Linked DNA regions of Sus scrofa: region 2 is linked to region 1. The links are chromatin contacts, called in public HiChIP or PLAC-seq maps. All regions are on one chromosome and are shown on one strand. The core of a region is the stretch at or near the end of the contact, and the rest is flanking DNA. Distances in the headings are between cores, read along the strand shown. Region 1 holds the start of EAPP (E2F-associated phosphoprotein). Region 2 holds the start of SPTSSA (serine palmitoyltransferase small subunit A).

Region 1 (2,928 bases), core at 412-2,911:
ATGTATGGGAAATCAGTTTGGTATGATGCGTTGAAGCATATGGTGGAGGAGGACCAAGAATACTGCAGATTGAGGTGATGGAATCAGCAGGTAAAGGTGAATTATTAGCACTTTTTTGGGAAGGAAATTGTTCACAGTAAAGCTATACTGGTAGACAATAGCATTGTTAGGAGAGGGAACAAAAACAAAACAAGGCTGTCAATTAAGAGCCTATTCAATAGTCAAGGTGAGGGGTGAGGAGGTGGAATGTAGATGAGAGAAAAGTTGCTAAGAGATCTGCAGTACTTGGGACCTGGGGCTCATGGAGGGGCAGAGAAATGAATCAATCAGTTCCAAGACTTCTGGTCTATGGCACTTGTGAGGATGGAGGAAGCAGCCAAGGGCAGAAATTTTTTTTTTTAAATATACGACTTTTTTTTTTTTTTGCTTTTTAGGGCGATATTTGCCGCATATGGAAGTTCCCAGGCTAGGGGTCTAATTGGAGTTACAGCTGCCGGCCTACACCACACCCACAGCAAAGCAGGATCTGAGCAGTCTCTGAGACCTATACCATCGCTCATCATAGCTCATGGCAACCCCCATCCCCGACCCACTGAGCGAGGCCAGGGATTGAACCCACATCCTTCAGGGATACTGCTCAAATTGTTTCCTCTGCCCCCAACAGGAACTTCCAAAGGCAGAAACTGGGTCATAGGTAGCTATTTGTGAGGTATAAGAATGGGATGGAAAGATGCTGAGCTGAGTTGGGCTGCACTGACTGAATTGTCAGCGCTGCAACAGGCGGAGATATGGAGCAAAGCAATTGGAAAACCGGCAGTGCATGGGGGAGAAGGCAAAGATTAAATAAGACCGGGTAGTCATCTGATTAGAATCAAGAAGAGGGGAGAGCTGTTGGTAAGGAGGCAGGCCTGGAGTATAGGCCTACAGAAAAAGGGGAGGAAAATGTCTTTTTTGGTTTTTTGTCTTTTAGGGCCTCACCCACGGCATATGGAGGTTCCCAGGCTAGGGGTCCAATTAGAGTTACAGCCGCCAGCCTAGGCCACAGTTACAGCAACGCGGAATCCGAGCCCCATCTGCGACCTACACCACAGCTCACTGCAACGACAGATTCTTAAAGCACTAAGCGAGGCCAGGGATCGAACCTGCAACCTCATAGTTCCTAGTCACACTCCTTTCCGCTGCGCCACAATGGGAACTTCTTTCTTTCTTTCGGGACGGAAAAGAGGCCAAGTAAAGGCAATTACTTAGGTGACGACCTCGCAACTTTTCGGTAGGTAGTCGGTAGGGCAGAGGTCAGACTGAGAAGTGAGCAGTGTGAGGGAAAGGCAGTCTCACGTGAAAAGAAGGCATAAGGACTTCAGGAGAGAAGGTTGGGGACATCGGGTGCTACTGTCTGGAGACCTACTGGCCCCGATCTCAGGCTACAATTCCTCAGCACACAGATGTTGGCGTTTTCTCGTCATAACGTGACACACTGCAAGTACAGGGCTAATCTCAGAGACTGCCACTTCTGAGGGTGCCGACTGTAACTTCGTAATAATAATAATGAATAAGAAATAAGGAAGCGGGTTCCTAGGAAGCAGAAGCTGCAGGGCGCAGCAGCAGGACACTGGGACGCTCCCCTTTCCCCACCCCTTGCTGGGATGGTCTGCGCAAGCGCGCAGGAAGTGCTGGCGGAAGTGGTGTAGGAGCGCTTTAGGGAAGGGACCGGCGGAGTAAACAGATATCCTGTCGACGCCTGAGGACGGTGTTGGTGGGTGCAGGCCACCATGAACCGCCTCCAAGGTGACTACGACCCCTACGCAGTTGAAGAACCTAGCGACGAGGAACCGGCTTTGAGCAGGTGGGCCCCTGCCCCGCCCCGGCCCTCGAGGCTTCGACCCCCCCCCCTCAGTGCGCTTGCCGGGCAGGTGCAGACGCTCGGCCCGGCGGTTCGGACGCCCGTCGCTCCCTGCTGTCACCAGTGGGACGCCGAGGGGGTTCTGGTGTGTTCGCGCAGCCACCGGGGAGGCGGGGCCGACACACGCGCGGGGAAGGGGCGTATTCTGGAATTATGCGTAAGATTCAAAAGCTGTGAGATGGAATCTTGCTTCTGCATCTTACTAGCACTGTGACCGAAGGAAAGCACTTATCTTCGATTTCTCATCCATAAAAAGGAAGTATAGTAAGTATATCAGAGATATGTTAAGCTCACGGGACTTACTGTGAAGTGACCATCATGAAGAATAAACTGCTGTAAACAGAAATAAGGGAATATTTAACTTTTTTTTTGAGCATCTAATATATGCTTGGTTTGGGCGACATAGGTCAATCATAAGATTTTTTGTCTTCTATAGGCCTACGGTAAAGTAGGGGAAATAAGATACTTATTTTGGAAGATGTATGCTTGGGAAATAAATGTGTTTCTCCAAGAGTACTGTAGGAAAAGATGACCTCGGATAGTCACAGATTAAGTACCGTGGGAATTTCCAGGAGGGAGGGGTTAATCTTGTCTGGGGGAAATTTGCAGTTATGTTGACGAGAGATTTCCAGGCACTTTTAGCCATTTTTTAAAACTGTCAGAAGATCTTGTTCATAAACCTTATTATTTTTTACTTTTTAGGGCCGAACCTGCGGCATATGGAGGTTCCCAGACTAGGGGTCCAGTCGGAGCTACAGCTGCTGGCCCACGCTACAGCAACGCAGAATCTGAGCCTGTCTTCGAGCGACCTACACCACAGCTCGCGGCAACACCAGATCATTAACCCACTGAGCAAGGCTAGGGATCGAATATGAAACCTCATGGTTCCTAGTCGGGTTTGTTTCCGCCATGCCACAACTGGAACTCTCATTCATTAACTTTAAGACATTCTGTGGGACTAAGCTTTCCGTGAAACTGCCTTTCCTTTAGTTGCAGTGTTTACTTATGTTACCCTGTGGAGGGGTTAG
Region 2 (3,016 bases), core at 161-2,660, 63 kb after region 1:
GCCTTGCTCAGTGGTTTAAAGAGTCTGGCATTGCCATGAGCTATTATGTAGGTCACAGACATGGCTTGGATCTGGCGTTGCTGTGGCTGTGGCACAGGCCAGCAGCTGCACCTCCCATTTAACCCCTAGCCTGGGAACCTCCACATGTAGTGGGTGTGGCCCTAAAAAGACAAAAACAGAAAGCAAGCAAACAAAAAAACCCAGAAGACTTTTACAATACCAATTTCATTTTCTCTGGGCTATCATAGCATTCTACACATAACATAAAAATACCCTTTACAACAATTCACTGTAATCCGTTAACTTGCTTCTCTTCCCTGGTAGACCAGGTAATTTATGAAGGCAGATCTCAGTCTGTCTGTCTTTCTATCCCTTATGTTTAGCTCGACAGCAGTCTAAATGCATAAATAGTTATCAACCAGTAAAGTTTTAAAAGTTTAAGCAAAAGGCTATTTAGAAAACTTTTAACATTTCAATGACAGGCCATTTAATTATCTCACTAACTGTGCGTCTTCATTCCTGAAGGTGAGTGCATTGTTGCTGGCTCATTTGCCAGTGGAAAAACCTGAACATTTAAGGGCAAATCTCCTGGAGGTACCTGCCTACAGACAGACTGCAAGCGGCCTGTCGCCTGCAGAACCCACAAGATCTGCGTCTTTCTCCTGGCCTTGACCTACATAGCACCTAGAAACACTAAAAGAAGTGAACAGATAGATGTATTTAGGGTAATCTCTTTTGTCTTTAGGTTCAGGAATGCACAGATGTCGGTCTATGTGGGTGTTTTTGTGTGTCTGAGTGCATGTGTGCATGGGGAGGGAGGAAGAGGGTCAAGGGTTCATCTCTTTTTCTCAGATGCCTTCCCTAACTTCGTTGACCGGGTTCTATTCACCTCTGCATCCTCTCCGAGCACCTTATTCTCCTTCTCTGCACTGATCACAGCTCTGATTGCATGTGTGTGCTGACCGCTTGTCTCCCTCGCTAGATGGTAAACCGTACCCGACGAGGTAAGGAACGTATTACGTTCCTGTTCACACTAGTAATCCTCCAGCCCAGTAGGACGCCTAAGGCATCACTGGTATTTCACAAATATTTCTTCGACCCTTGTTTCTGGGCAAGACTTGGGTGGACCCACCGTACAAGGGAGCCAGCGCCCGCCCCCAGTGGGCACAACGCCCCGCCCACCAACTACCGCTCGAGGCTGGGCCGGGCGGGGCCCGGCGGGGCGCTCTCGCGGGGACAGTTCTCCGGCTCGCGTGGGCGCGGCCCGGGGAGGGCGGAAACACCGAGGGGGCGGACACGGCGCGAGGCCGAGGCCTGGCCAATGAGCGCCGGCAGGGCGGGGCTCGCGGCCGGCGGTCCGAGCGCGCGCGGAGCTGGGCGTGCCCACGGGTGACGCGCCGGGCCGGGCGGGCCAATGGGCGCGGGGTGGCGGGCGGGCGGGCCTGGTGGCCGGGGGTTTAGGGCGCGCACGGGAGGCCGGCCGGACAGACTGACGTTCAGCTGCAACGCGGGTGGCGGTTTGTCCGGGATGGCGCTGGCGCGGGCCTGGAAGCAAATGTCCTGGTTCTACTACCAGTACCTGCTGGTCACGGCGCTCTACATGCTGGAGCCGTGGGAGCGGACTGTGTTCAGTATCCTGCCCGGGCCTCGGGGCCCGGTGGGGGCGCGGAGCCGGGGCCGCATCCTCCCGGGGCCCAGGCCCTGGAGGGCTGGGTGGTAGGGGGGCGGCGGGAGGGCGGAGAGGCGGCCCCGCGGGAGCCGCGCACCGACTCGTTTCTTCGTGGCGGGCACGCGGAGCCGAGGTCTCGGCGCCGAGGGTGACGCTCCTGCGGTGGTGGGGGGTGGGGAGGCGGCGGGAACTCTTGAGATCCGAGGTCGCGGATGAGTCACTTGACCCGAAATAGAAGCGTCTTTATTAGTGGAGGAGATTCCCCTCCGGCGATGTGTGCCTGGTGTGCCTACCCTTGCACTTCAGCCGTGGCATCCTTTGGTTCAGTCTCCTGTTCTTGTGGGAGGTGTAAGTGGAGCAGATTGCTCCCGGCTCGGACGGCTTTGACCTTTAACTGTCCCTGATTTACCTGGCTTTAGTTCTAATGAAAATGCTAACCAGTTTATCAGCTTTTAAATCCGGTTGTGAATTTGTGTTCATGGCGTCCCAATATAGTTTTAGAAAGCAATTTTTTAAATTGTACCTATTTGGTCTTCATGATGGTTAGTTTAAAAAGTGCATTCTACTCGTTAATTTGCCATTTGCACAGTTCTTAGCAGTCAAGCTCGAAAGGAATTTGTGGTTAGTTGTAGGTAGTGTTTGAAACCGTTTAATAGATCGCCAATAACTACTTGTCCGACTATTGAGCGTTTACTGTGAGCCAAGCAACTCTGCTAAGCAGTTTGCCTGTTATCTTAAGGCATCTAACTTTCATAACCTCAGTTAATAACTCAAGGTTGTGAAGAAATGCTTCCCGAAGTGTCTCCACTTGTCTGTGTTGAGATCCTTTGATATTATTCTAGAATAAACACTAATAATTAGATGTAACTTTTTTTTTTTTAACTTGGGGGCCAATGAGGAACATAATTTACGTAGCATGCTTGCTTCCTATAGGGCCTCTCCTCTTCAATGTGGTTTAGTTTGGAGTAGCTTCAGAACAACTTTGAACAACTTTGCAAATGCATTATTGCATTGTGGTAGAATGACTGAGGTAATTTCATTCCAAGGCTTAATCAGTGTGTTTATTTATATTAAACAGGCATAAGATTGCACTAAAAGCAGAGTCTTTTGTTTCACCACTTCTGAGGTATCTTAGCTGCTTACAAGCAAACTTAGTTTTATTATTGTTGACATTTCTTTACAAACCTGGAATTTAAGAACCAGAATGCATGTTTTGGATTTAAAGTTTGAAGGTAAAGTATGCTCTAATTTTCTACACCATTTATTTGTTACTACAGTTCAGTTTCACTCTAAGTTCTATAGGTTGGAGCTAATGAGGACCTCTTTGTAAAATGTATAGTAAACTGT

The links. HiChIP or PLAC-seq counts read pairs in DNA pulled down with a chosen protein or histone mark.
Region 2: a contact with region 1 is called in an H3K27ac HiChIP or PLAC-seq map of alveolar macrophages. The contact joins the promoter of SPTSSA here to the promoter of EAPP in region 1. A contact is called at or near these places in 3 of 47 Hi-C or Micro-C datasets (epiblast stem cells, heart right ventricle and skeletal muscle) and 2 of 2 datasets of contacts at active chromatin or transcription factors (alveolar macrophages and skeletal muscle).

The regions. Positions count from the first base shown.
Region 1 is chr7:65,238,548-65,241,475 of Sscrofa11.1, forward strand. EAPP (E2F-associated phosphoprotein) reads left to right here and starts at 1,662. Exons shown (of 6, transcript XM_001928370.5): 1 at 1,662-1,843. The coding sequence starts at 1,770. All of the region lies in intron 3 of LOC110261577 (a long non-coding RNA gene), which reads right to left.
Region 2 is chr7:65,301,477-65,304,492 of Sscrofa11.1, forward strand. SPTSSA (serine palmitoyltransferase small subunit A) reads left to right here and starts at 1,411. Exons shown (of 2, transcript XM_001926473.3): 1 at 1,411-1,631. The coding sequence starts at 1,415.